2 separate regions of the Mus musculus genome follow, and region 2 is linked to region 1. Evidence: chromatin contacts called from public HiChIP or PLAC-seq data. All regions are on one chromosome and are shown on one strand. Each heading gives the region's core, a stretch centred on a gene start, on an enhancer-like site or on the middle of the called end of the contact. The rest is flanking DNA. Distances are from core to core; before and after follow the strand shown. Region 1 overlaps Maml3 (mastermind like transcriptional coactivator 3). Region 2 overlaps Maml3 (mastermind like transcriptional coactivator 3).

Evidence for each region. HiChIP or PLAC-seq counts read pairs in DNA pulled down with a chosen protein or histone mark.
Region 2: a contact with region 1 is called in an H3K27ac HiChIP or PLAC-seq map of epiblast stem cells. The contact joins two enhancer-like sites. A contact is called at or near these places in 2 of 484 Hi-C or Micro-C datasets (the HL-1 cell line and uterus), 3 of 115 datasets of contacts at active chromatin or transcription factors (epiblast stem cells, pancreatic cancer cells and stem cell-derived anterior neural progenitor cells) and 1 of 9 other capture datasets (embryonic tail).

Annotation. Positions count from the first base shown.
Region 1 is chr3:51,905,738-51,912,533 of GRCm38.p6, forward strand. All of the region lies in intron 1 of Maml3 (mastermind like transcriptional coactivator 3), which reads right to left. Among named protein-coding and RNA genes, the nearest start is that of Maml3, 200 kb to the right of the region's middle. RefSeq lists an enhancer at 1,834-4,908. Within about 2 kb of position 3,219, at least 101 of the 459 cell types and tissues checked have an H3K27ac peak or open chromatin away from gene starts, as enhancers often do. A contact at or near this core is called in the HL-1 cell line, epiblast stem cells, pancreatic cancer cells and 1 more, where this site is marked.
Region 2 is chr3:52,066,976-52,073,771 of GRCm38.p6, forward strand. The region is part of intron 1 of Maml3 (mastermind like transcriptional coactivator 3); the gene reads right to left. Among named protein-coding and RNA genes, the nearest start is that of Maml3, 35 kb to the right of the region's middle. Within about 2 kb of position 3,021, at least 340 of the 459 cell types and tissues checked have an H3K27ac peak or open chromatin away from gene starts, as enhancers often do. A contact at or near this core is called in the HL-1 cell line, epiblast stem cells, pancreatic cancer cells and 1 more, where this site is marked.

The DNA.
Region 1 (6,796 bases), core at 1,969-4,468:
AAGAATATATGAGTGTTCCAGTTTCCTAGTCTGCTACACACCACTCTGCTACATGGGTTGGGTGGTTTTGTTTCATCTTCCGATCATCTCCTGTGTCACTACCCCATGTCCCCTCCTCCCAGCCCTTGCTCCATTTCCTTAGCCAGGAGTAGCTTCAGCCTCACTTGAGATCCTGCCACTTGCTCGCTCCACGCGCATTCACTGCATCTTACCTGTGTGCTATGCAGGTTACACCTAAGGGTTTACTAGTTCACCTCAGGTAAAGACTAGGGTTAGAGCGGACACTCCCTCCTTCCTTGCTTCATGACTTCAAACACTGCACTCGCTGGGACTTTCCCTTGGCTATAAAAAGAATTACTAATTCAATTCAATGATAACCACAGAGACAGACAGGCTGGTAACTCGCCTGACCCGAAGAAGTCATTCAATAAACACCACCAGGCACAGTTTATTTTAGGCCAGGGTGAAAAGGGGGATGCCAGTTCTTCTGGAAGCTGTGGGGTTACCTTAGAATTCTCATACATATTTTCAAAACTCGACTTCCTCTTACTCCCCCCTGGGAACGCTGGATTTCTGAATGCCTTTGTGGGTACAAGGCTACTTATCCCCACTCGGAAGCCCACATCCTTCACACTGAGAGCACAGTGCTGGTTAGAGTCTATTTCTTTCTGCACACAGAGGGAATAACTGGGAGATGCTACTACTAAAATCGACCTGTGCCAGGTGTTAGGACACACACACACACACAACTCCAGCTTCCGGAAGGTCAGGGCAGATGGATTTTGAGTTCAAGGCCAGTTTGGGCTATACAGGAAGTTCCTGTCTAAAAACAAAAACAAACATACAAACAAACAAAAACCCTAAGTATTACTTAGGAATTGTTTCAATTCTCAGACTTTGTTATGAATGGTACTGTTGTGAAATCTATGTTAAATGTAGATCATGGGTGCTGCTGACGAATGATCTGGGGCTCACGTTTGGGTTAGTTCATTTTCCACTCGCACCATTATAAATGACAATGTTCTCCACCCCTACGATGTAGATTTGGTTTAGGGTTTCATTATGATGACTGATACTCTCCTAGTTTTCATAAAAAACATGCTGGCTTTTTAATTTTGCTTTCTATTTCTGGGTTAGCTGTACATTATTGACAACTTATGCTGTCCAGACTATGGAATTTGGCAATACATTATATTTACACCACATTTGAAAATACTTTTCAGGGAGGATGGTTTTTCTTTTCTTCTTCGATTTAGCTGCTATGTATGTACTTGACCGTGGTGTTCTCACAGAATTAAGATTTTGCAAACTGATCTACTGACCCATGAATGTGTACCCTGGTAACTTTCTGGAACAAAATCATGGAGAGTAAGAGACAGGAAGAGGTACAAATCTTTCAACAGTACTTAGTGTGTTTGTTAAATGCTCTCCTCAAGTGTCATGGCTGAATACTAGGACACCAGCTGGTAAGCAGAACTTGTTGTTCCTGTGGTGGTACTGAGGTTGGTGGTGCCCAGAGGACTCTGGAAACAAAGAGGCCAGACATCATCTGTGTATATTGCATGCATGGGCATGAATGTATGGTGTGTGTGTGTGTGTGTGTGCTTTTCGAGGGATTAATACATGCTAATTAAGCAGGGCTTTTCTGCTTTTGTACTACATATAACTGAATGAACTAACAAATATCCTTCACATTAGAAACCTTTAATGCCGAGTCAGCTGGTTTCACTGTATTCATTGTTGGTCAAGCACTAGGAGATGTGGAATCCATAACCAGCCGTGTACAGGGCCTGTTGTGAAGGCCGCTGAACACAGGGTCTGCGCTCTGCCTTTTCCAGTTCTGTGCTCTCCTGCTGACAGGCCACGGCCTGGGAATTTGTGATCACTAAAATTCTCCGATTAGTCTGCACTCAGCACTGTCCAGAGGAATCAGAGCACACATCCTACCTGTGTCACCACCACGTGACCATGCTTAAAGCCACACCCCACCCCACCCTCACACACAGACACGTTGGCCTCTACTTAAATTGCTCGCCAGAAAGATGATTTAAATCACTTTCCAACAAATACAATTTCAGTATAGTTTTTCTCACCAAAGTATGTCCCCATTGTACAAACCCTATTGTAAGTTGCAGAAAATTCAGGTTTATAGTTTTCCATTGGAAGAAACTGTATACTAAATGTGTAAACTGTACAGAAACGGGCCCCTTAGGAAGCAGAACATTTTATTTTCCGTAGATAAATAAAGCAGATAGTGATAAAAAAAAATCACAGAAACAAAAGATTATCAGCTTGCTGGGTTAATTTTGGCAAGTCTTTTTTTGGGGGGGTGGGGGTGGGAAGGCTGTGTTGAAATAATCACTGAAACTCAAAATAACTGATACACTGTTGCAAACGTAAATGTTTACATATATGTATTGTATTTCAGATATTTTCTTCAATTATACGTAACAAATATACAAGTTTTAGCAAATATATAAATAAGTATTTTATTTCTAGATGAGAAATAGGAGCTGGAAAAAAATGTAAAAGAATGTCTCATCACAATTTAAAACAAACAAAATTCTTCCTAAATGAAAACCTTTGAAATGCAATGTTTTGAAGGATGCGTCTCCCCCCCCCCCCCCCATCACATAACTTCACCCAGTTGAAAGCTACTTCCCTCCTTTCCTCCGTAGAGAGATAAGTGTGATAATCTTTATGGCATACAGGTGAGAAAAAAGGTATTTCAGGAGACAGGCAAGGTGGGCAGAAAGGAGAATCTAGAGAGCCCGCCATTGTGGGGCCTGGAGACCGACCGAGGCTGGAACAGTAAAGGGTTCCAGCTTTGAATGTGAGAGAAATGGGGCTGTAATCCGAGCCCAGGAGAGGCAGGCAGCCACGGGAGCCCGGCTGTGAGGACGCTGGAGGATTAAGGAGATAAGCCTGTGGTAGCATTCCTGGAATTCTTGGAGGTGACCGGCTCTGGTTGCTAGGGACTGCAAAGGCAGGATCATTCTGACTAAATCCGAAATGGAAAGAAAAGGCTTGAATCTTGCTTTTAAAGATTTGTTTATATTTTTTTGTGTGTATGGCACCCACCCATACCTGACACCCAAGGAGGCCAGAAAAGGGTTTGAGATCCTCTGGAACTGGAGTTAGGATGATTGTGAGCCGCAATGTGGGTGCTGAGAATCGAGCCTGGGTACTCAGGAAGAGCGGCCACTGTTCTTAACCACTGAACCATCTCACCGGCACGAGAGTTGAATTCTTTACCCAGATCTCTCAGCTTAGCTTCAATAACTGTGTACAGTGCAGTCACTCCTGTGAGTTGGGTTTCAGACCCCGGGACAAGAGGCTGAGTTGCGTATTTTACCTACCAAAGCTGACCTGGCCTCCATGTTCGCCCAGGATCCGAAATTCTCCAACCCTGAATTTGCCAGCCCAGGGGCTGGGTTTCCCTTCCCCTCAGAGGCTCTTCAGTGTATACTCCAGACATTTTGGTCTCCCCTCTCCTTTTCTCGCTCTTCTTGCCCTTTCTCTGCGCATGCCTGCTTTATCAACTTCTTCCCCTCCTTTTTCTCTCCCTTCCCATGGCAACTTCCCTGGCATAGGTTCTTAGAGCCAGAGAACTCTCGGGAGAGCTGCTTTCCAATAAACCTATGTTTAAATACTCTAATCTGGCTTGACCTGGCTCATTTCACCAGCCAGAAGTAACTTAGCACTGCACAAGTGACAGGCCCTGACAACAACCTGTGGAATATTCAGTACAGAAAACAAGGAATATGACATTGTGGTGCTATGTGTGGTTATAGGTGAAAAGACATTTTTTTAAAAAGGTTTCCACTTTCCCAAAGTGTCAGCCCCCAGCTCCTGGGAAAGACCGAAGCAGCGTCGGGGAAGCAGTGTCTCGGGGACCCCCTACTCTTGGAGCTGGAGAACTGTGCCTCAGGTTCTCTGTTTTGTTCTTTTGAGGCCGGGTCTCTCACTAACCGGGAACTCACTTGGCTTTTGGCAAGGTAAGTCCCTGGTCTCCCCATCCAGGGATCACAGGCAGGACAATTTCCTTGGTTTGCTTTTGAAATGCGGATTGTGGGAATGGGATTTAGTTCTGCTAGCAAACATTTACCAACTCTAGCCCCAAGTCTTACTCTTAAAGTTTTATTTTGATGTTAAGGGTTGATGGCTGCTGGATTTAAATTCCTCTTTAGATAACACTTATCATCACCACTAGGAACCAAACCACCTTCAAGGCAGCGGACCCCAAAGCATGCTGTAGTCTTCCGCACATAACCTAACCAAACTTTTAATTGCACGGATACTTAAATATCAACAAACCATCACATTAATTTTCAGCCAAGGTCATAAACGTCACTGATTTTAAACAGCCCCTCCCAGGACAGATATTTAATAAACAGTTGCCCCATGTGTACTCTCCCACAATTGAGAAAACAAGCCATTGGGATTTTTAATTCTCCCAAGTTCTGACTTAACTAGCAAAGTTCTTCTTCGCATCTGTGTAAGGTATCATAGGTAAACATATCCAACCAGTAGTGTTTAGTCATCACGTGAAACAAGTGGAAAAGGCTGGAAGGGGCTGCCTGGGAACTAACGGCCCTGACAAGGCGCCAACACACTGCTCCTAATAGCTGTGTTTTCAGAGCACCCCTCAGCCATGACTGGCCACACCCAATTTTAGTACTAGGTATCTTCTGATGAGTTATGTTTCTCCACATGATATTTGGGAGAATCCGAATGGAAAATACCAATAAACCCCACCAACACTCTTCCCTATACACGGGAGCTCGGAAACAGTTGTTGATGAAGCTCTTCATTAGCTCCATCTGGGTTTCTCTGGGTCATTCAAGACGTACAAGACTACAGGTTTTCCTCATTACAAGGTATGGTAAAACCTCTTGCACGCTGAAGCTGAAGACAGCATATGCATCTCTTCTTCGTTTAAAAAAAATGTTTTTAGCCGGGAATGGTGGCGCACGCCTTTAATCCCAGCACTCGGGAGGCAGAGGCAGGTGGATTTCTGAGTTCGAGGCCAGCCTGGTCTACAAAGTGAGTTCCAGGACAGCTTGGGCTACACAGAGAACCTTGTCTCCAAAAACAAAAAACAAAAAAACAAACAAACAAAAAAATGTTTTTAAAGGCAAAGGGTTTCTTAATGATCTCAGCACACCACCCAGACTGATTCTTTCAGACTCAAGGAATGTGGGCTTAAGCAAATTGTCATGGTTGATATGAAGGACAGAAGGCCAGACCAAATACTTTTCAGTGTGTGTAATGAGCCTGATGACGGCGGCAGCCATCTCAATGCAAGTCACTTTTCAGAAGCTCAACACACAGGAGTGTGTCAGCACACCAAAGCACTCCTGACGACTGGAGCAGTTCCGGTTACTATCCCACGTACACAACTGCTGACTCTGGCACTGGCCTGATGAAGAGTTACTGACTGTTTTGATTTGGTGTGTGTTGTCTATGCACACGTGTGCGTGTGTGTGTGTGTCTGTGTGTGTGTGTGTGTGTGTGCAGGCATGCGTGCTCATGCACACGAGGGGAGGTCAGAAGACATCCTGCTCTATCACTGTCCATTGAATTCCTTATTCCTTTGAGATGTAGGCATGTTCTCTCAGGATACTTGGAGCTAAGCTGGTGGCTAGCAGTGCCAGCAATCTTTTCACCTCCGGCCCCACCCCCAAACTTGTGCCACCCCCAGTTCTGTACATGGATTCTGAGGATTTGAACCTGGGTCCTTATGCTTGCTCAGCACAAGCTCTGACCCACTGAGCCATCTCCCCTGCCCTTAATCACTGATGTTTTAAAAATGTGTGTTTTCATTTGGGAATATACATATACATATACATATACATATACATATACATATACATATACATATACATATACATATACATATACATATATATATATACACATATGTATATATGTATATATATGTGTATATGTATATGTATATATATATATATATATATATATATTTCTAGAAGAAGAATTTGTGTGTTATTTAAATCAAAAGGAAAGCCTTCTAAGTACCCTAGATGGCATTCTTGGTTTTATAACTAAAATATTATGAAGTAGTCAGAAAAGTTGAAGGAGATGAATATACTCCACCAGGGCTCAGGAAGAGTATCAGGCCATTTAGGGTCAAACACCATGTGTAAACTACCTCACATCAGCTCCTGACCCGATGGTCCCAAACCGATACAAAAAGAGCATACAAAGTTCTCCAGGCACTTGTATGTGCACACACATGCACACGCATGCATGCACGCACGTGCACACACACATTTTACAAAAGAAAAATTTCAACATGCCATAATTCAGCTCACATCCTGAGAATAAAACTCGATGCTATATTCTAAATGTAGGGGTCCTCTGACTCGTACAACGTCCGTATTGTTTTGTTTTTAACATTAGTCATGAACATGGCAGTCATGAATATGGTCGTATTGCATAAAAATCATTTTTCTGAAGATATACTCGTAGAAGGCATGAAAGTGCACCCACACTACCCTTGGAGGAGAGATTTTCTTAACATCCTCGGTCCATGTGATGACTCTCTAAACGGAACACGTTTAAATAGCGCAGGTCTTCTTGCTTCTTGGATCACGCAGCACTGTTTGTCCACAGCTCACTTCCTAGCTTCCTTTAAGGGCTGCCTCCTCTCCCCAGGGACGATGCTCGTCCAAGAAAGACAAGCTATACACACAGTGAAGCCCTGCTCTGTGTAGTACTGAAGTACTGTCATGAAAACAACAAACTCCTGAGCATGTGAGGTCAGACTCCTGTT
Region 2 (6,796 bases), core at 1,771-4,270, 160 kb after region 1:
TCAAAACCCATTTGCTGAATTAAAGAGTTGTGTCAAACAGCAAGAGTTCTTTCTCCTTTTGTCTAAGCAGGGGCTTGTCTTAATTAAAATAAAACTACAATATTATTAGGGTTTAAAATCATATAGCCATATATAGCTGCATATAATTACAGTGCAATCAAACCTCTGATATTTTTAGGTGTCTCCTTCCCTGGAAACTCTCTGTAGCTACTCTTGATAAAACACTGATGAATTTGTACTCAGTAAGGGTAGTGTTTTTGGTTCTTGTGTGTTTATATGTGTGAGTGTATATGTAGGTGGGTGTGAGACACACAGACAGACATGCGTGTGCTCGTGCTCACTCACACACACACACACACACATACACAGAGCGCAGGCAAACACTTGCCATATGGAAGGCTGAGGACACCTGGAGTGTTTGGGGACACCCCTCCCTCCTTGCCCCCGTCTTATATAAAGCAGGCTCTCCAGGCACTGCACACGCCAGGTTCTCGTTCTCTGATCTTCCTTTCCCATCTCTCCACAGCAGCAATGGAATTACAGACCCAAGCTACAGTACAAGGCTTTTACATGGGTCCTAGGCTTTTGAAGTCCAGTCTTCAAGGCTTATGCGGCAAACACTTTATCCCCTGAGCCATTTCTTCTGCCTTCTTCTCATTTCCAAAAACTTTCTATTCCCAAATATTTAAGTAGAGTGAGGTAATAAGTCTCCATTACCCAGCTTCATTTCTGGCCTACACTTCTTCATCCATGTTTAATACCTATTTTCCCTTGCCATATTACATGAAAGAAAATTGCAGTCATAATATTCCACCCGTAAATATTGTAGAATGTACCTTTAGAACTTAGGGTTTCTTGGTTCAAATAGGCAGCCATAGCATGATCATCACATCCAAGGAGTATTGAGCAGCTTTCCCTAGCTTGACCTAATCGTCATGAGTGTGGAAGCATCTATTTTTTCAATTCGCTTGCCCTAAGGTTTTCAGCAGGGGAACACACTGCTAGACAACTCACAGACCAGGTGACTCATTTATAAAAAGTGCCAAGCTCGGGTCTGACATGACCATAGCATTCCTGCACCTCACTTCAACACAACCAACCATGTTCGACGTTTGTCCTACACAGCTATGCAAAATCATTTGTTTTCAATTCATTATTTGTTCAAAGATTTTGAGTAGACTTCCACACGTAAGTTCACACTACCGAGTTCTTCATAGCCCCTAATAATCCATTAAAAACAAAACAAAACAAAAAACAAAGGCTTAGTAGATGTTTTCCTTCCTCTTGGAACTAAAGGTCTTACTCTCCATGAACACTCTCAATTTCTGCTTTTAAAATAGAACTCTGGGTAAGGGGGGAAAGATGCCGTAGTACAATTAACTGAGTATGCCAATGAATGCACAGAGTGAATGTCTCCACCAACAGAACCCTGCATCTGTGAAATGAATGTGAAAGACCATCTCCAGTATAGCTCGAGGGAGGAATGGTCTCCTCAGCTGACACTGGCATTCATGTTCAGACTCAAGAACAAGTGTGGAAGTTCACTTCTTTGGGACTCTAAACATGTGCAAAATACTCCTTGACTGAAACTAAAAACAGGTGCAAAATGTAAATATATCCAATTTTTGAACTGAGATATTTCTGGAAAAGGTAAATATATATGTATATATATATGTGTGTGTGTGACAATTCATTATTAGATGGATAGTAAAATAACTATTTTGCAAAATTAAAATTCACATATATGTATGTGCCTTTAAAGGCACATATGTGTGTGTGTGTGTGTGTGTGTGTGTGTGTATATATATATATATATATATATATATATATACACACATAAATATGCTTTTAAAAACGTGTGCATGAAATGGGGAGGGCTTGTGCACATGAGGACCCTCCAAAGCTGGAGAACAGCATCAGACGTTTGGTAACATCCACCTGTGTGCTGGGAAGCAGTTAGTGCTCCAACTGCAGAGCCATCCCTCCAGCCCCAAACTGATTTCTTAACAAAGCAAATATCATCCTTTTGAACTTTGCATTTGAACCTAACAAATTTTCCCGCAAAATATGCAAATGAGACACACATTCACGTGTCTATTTTAATCCAGAAAATGGGTACTGATTCACCTTACTTTGAAAGAAAAGTGATGGAGAAACATGTGCCAACTCTGAACTCTAACCATCCAACCTGCAACACTCTGGTTTGCTGACAGCATTTCTTGTTATTTTATTCTTTCCTTGAGATTCAGAAAAGCTGATTCCACAGAAACAAACAAGATGGGACTACAAAATGGCTAAGCAAGTAAAGGCGGTTGCCGCCAAGCGGGAGGAGCTGAGTTTGATTCCCAGGACAACCTACATGGTACAAGGATAAAACCAACTTGTCTTCTGACCTCTGTAGTGAGTGCCCCCTAAAATAAATAAGTGTAATTTAAAACCGAAAATAAAAACACCGTCCTGAAGAGGTTAAACACAAGACTGAAAATCTCTTTCTCTTTGCTGATACTTTCACACAATACAAAAGGCTGTATTCGGGCGGCTGGGCGTGGTGGCATTTGGGAGGCAGAAGCAAGTAGATCTCTGTGAGTTCAGGGACAGCTAGAAATACGCAGTAAGATCCTGTCTCAGGGACCAGGGACGAAAAAAAGAAAGAGAGAGAGAGAGAGAGAGAGAGAGAGAGAGAGAGAGAGAGAGAGAGAGAGAGAGAGAGAAAGCAAGCTAGAGCTGTACTACAATGGCTACATATTCTGAACAACCAGCCAAATTAATCAAGCTATGCTGCATAAACGAGATCTGAAGTGTCGCTCGGGCGCTCTCCTGGGAAAGACACCCACACAGAGAACATTTCTCTTGCTTGTTCTCTTGCGCTCCTGACGGACAGGAGAAATCAAGAGGACGTATGTTCTACAAAACCAAATGATCAACCTGAATCGACTGCCTGGGTTCAATCCCTTCCCGATGCCGCGGGAAAGTGCCGCTCTAAGCCCAGGCGCTAGCCCCACTGCTTCCCTCCCGCCATCCTGGGCAGCTGTGGGCTCTTGCAGACAAAACCATTAGAGCTGGCTGACACCCCACGGGGCAGGAAATGAATCACCGCTTTACTCAACCGAAACTGCGGCAGGTTTTAAGGAAGCTAAGCACAGTTGGCCAAATTGAATCAGTAGCAGTTAGCTGGTAAAGAAGTGTCGAGGGACTGTGACCAATGACAAAGGATTAGCATTTTGGATCTGCTTTTCCACTCTCGGAGCAGATTTTTAGCAAGCACAGGTGCCTTTCGTGTAAGGTTCCCTGTGGCTGCACAGACCACCAACAGGTCCCTGCGAGGACATGCTAGACACCCGAGGTAGGTGAGGCTCCTTGACACATCCAGAGGTCCAGGCTCTGGCTGCCTTTGGTTTTCACTGGAATATGTCTTTTTAAAAAGGGTCAGTTTCTTCCTCAAATTTAGAAGTTCTACAGTTTGTTCTCAAAAATTGGGGCTCTGTCTCATGTGAACTGAGGTAGGTCTTAGATCTTAATACAAGAAAAATGGGAGTTAGGGGCAAAGCCATTATCTTCGATTTTCTTTACTACAACCTGAAAGCAAACATTTGTGAGGCTAATGACAATGATCCAAACACTGAATTTTCTTAAACCCAGGCTATTGTCTTCCTTCAGACGATGCTTCTCTGACTTGTCTGCTGACCACACAGAAACCTAATTTTTAAGCCGAAAGCTAGTTTCAAATGTAGCTTTATGTTTTATGCGCATTTTTAATACAGACCTTTAAAAGTCTAATTTGCAGAATATTTCCCTAAGAAAACAATCAGGTGTTTCCTAGGTAACAAAGCAAGGCATTCCCAATTAGAAAGAAGTCTTTTCCACAGTTCTGTTTAGAAATCAAAATACATCTAAGTTGACAGATGACAGAAATTGGTCAAATCAAATTTTTCCCCTCCAAGTCCCACAAAGGTACACGTTAAAAGTTTCTAAATTACAGCCAGATCTCCAAAGAGTTACAATCGTCTCAGGTTAGCACAGGAGTAGAACAGGTTTTGTAAGCACACCACACAACATCTGAGGTCATTAGTTCATATTTGAGAAGAAAGCTACTTGGCTCAGCTGGTAAAGGCACTTGCCACCAAGACTGACTGCTTTGAGTTTGATGCCCAGGAGCTGAACAGTAGAGGGAATTGACTCCTGAAGGCTGTCCTCTGCCTTCCAAATGCACACTGTGGGATACACACACACACACACACACACACACACACACACACACAAGCTAAATAAATGTTATTAAGAGAGAGAGAGAGAAGCAGAGAGAGAGAGAAAGATAGAATTTTTAGTCCACAAAACTGACATAGTGCATAGGTAATTCTTGGGAAACCTGTGTGTGACATTTCTAGGGTTTCTCACAGGCCACTGCACATAGTAATTTATGCAAATACCTCAGAGAAACAAACCTAAAGAAAGCCCACTGGCTCATACCTTCTAATGCCTGCAGTAAACAAGGAGATTCACAACTGCAGGCCTTTCTTCATCCCACAGCTAGACATCTGGCAGAACAGATGCCCCTTCATCAGCCACAACCTCCACATCTAAACATTTAAGAGTTTGGTTTTTTTTCTATTTTTCCTAATGTGTTCGGCCTTCTAAAATATTAGTCATGGGCTGGAGTAGAGGGTAGTGACAAAACATTTGCCTAGTACACAGGAGGTCTTTCCTGAAAATAAGTAACAGCCGTAGCAACAGCAACAACTATCTATGGATAGAATATATGGAACCAGACGTAGGCTTACTAGCTATAGAACCGTGGTCAAGGCCCGAGACCATTCTTGTGCCTCAGTTTCCCCAGCTGAAAACATCCCTACCTCCCTGGTTAGCTCTGAAGATGAAATGAGTCACTGAATGTTTTACTGATTAGTACAGCACATACTATAAATACCACATGAGTGTTAACCAATCCACGGGTGAAGACCGGGCATTAGAACAAAGATTATGGCAGGCGTCCTATTTACGCCAGTATGAAAGAGTGAGTTCCTACCAAGACCACAGTGTGCAACACTGAAGGGTTTCAGAAAGCCCCGGTTCATTCCTATGGTCAAGAGTTATATTACAGTGCTGCACCAGGGGAGACAACCCAACAGTCCCCAGCTCCAAAAGTAACATCTGTGAGAGTCACTTCAGAGCCAGGCCCAGTGCTAATCAGATTCTCTTTCATTGTCCCACACAGCAAAGGAGGACACACCAGGGAAGGACACTGGGCCCTGCATGCACAGTGTAATCCTTTAAACCAAACCAATTATTTTCCTAAGGGATGTGGGGACAATGAAAGCTTGACAGGAAGAGAAGTGACAGACGGACACAGCGTCTGACAAAGGTAACCTGACTCATATTCTAATCTCCTAAAATTCGGGGAGCTGAGCCCAGGGTCGGGCATGCTAAGCACACACTCTGCCCTTAATACAGCTACTAACTGAAAATAATCTATGGCTGCATTTCCCACAGAATTCAGTCAAAGGCCAGGTGTACCATCAGGGCAGTTTCAAAGTTCACCTAATTAGGCCAACCTCAAGATTTTGCCTTAACCTCCGCTCTGGCCAGAAAAACAGAGGGCTTGTCATGATGTAATCCTTTCTAGAGGCCATCAAAAAGATGTTACCGTGAAGAGTTTTAAGAGCGCCCATAACCGTAAAGAGAACTAAGATTCGGCCACTGAGGTCTCCTGTCAGAAATCAATGTAATTACACTCCTCTGATAGCTTCTTAAATATTCATTTCATATTTTCTTTTCTCAAGTCTGGAGATCCACTCACACACAGATACATCAATGTCCTGCATTTTGTTACACATAACCCTGTTCCCACGTTCTAATTTTAGATGTCGTTAGTCCACCAGAATTAATCTTTTCCCATATAAAGACCGGTCACAGCTCCAATCCGGTAGTTTTTCCTTAAACCTTTCCTCCTTCATAGAAAAGCACGTGGGCCATGTGATTTGCTGGTCTTTTTGCTCGGAAATTACCTGCAGCTAAGAAAGAGACACCTTCCTTACTCATTCCCGGAGCTGAAGATTACAGCAAACTCAAGTTTACATCTCCACTGCATCCTTGGGAGGAGCCAGTTACATGGCAGTGGGTTTTAGCCAATATTTAAAAAAACAAAAAACAAAAAAGCAAAAACAAAAAAAAACCCACAGTGGTTTTAAGGAAGAAGTACTTCTGGTATCAAAGGAAATCTTTTGGACTAAAACTCTGAATCCCAGCTGAGGGGCTGACTTAACTTTAAGCTTCTGACAGTGTCTGTGTGTTGCTAAGTTTACAGACAAGATGTTTTTCTTGAAAGCCTGGCTGCTCCATACACTGTAGACAGAAACAGTGAGAGATGGCCACTTTCATCTGGACCCACAATGACGGGCTGCTCAATACTGACTGTTCGGCTCCTTAAAGTTTTTGTTTTTCAGTCTTGTGCATTAGTCTCCCAAGCAGAGACACCTGCTGTCCCCGATTACAAATAGGAATATGTCACCCACTCCAATTCACCCCATGGCCCAGGTGAACTTCAAAATGCTAAACACTCCTTGGCATGACATAGATGACCCAACCTTAAAAGACAGACAGACTCTTCAGTACAGGGTACAAGGTACTGTCGGGTTCCAGGTTCTGTAGGTAAGCAGAAGTGTTCTTCCGCTAGCAAGCATGAATAGGCCACACTGTGAGAGGTGGGGAGAGTTGTGCTGAGCGGGCTCATCGGGAAGGCCTCTGCCCAGGCCTCTACCTATCACTGTTGGAGCTCGTGCTGACACCCAGGGTGAGAAAC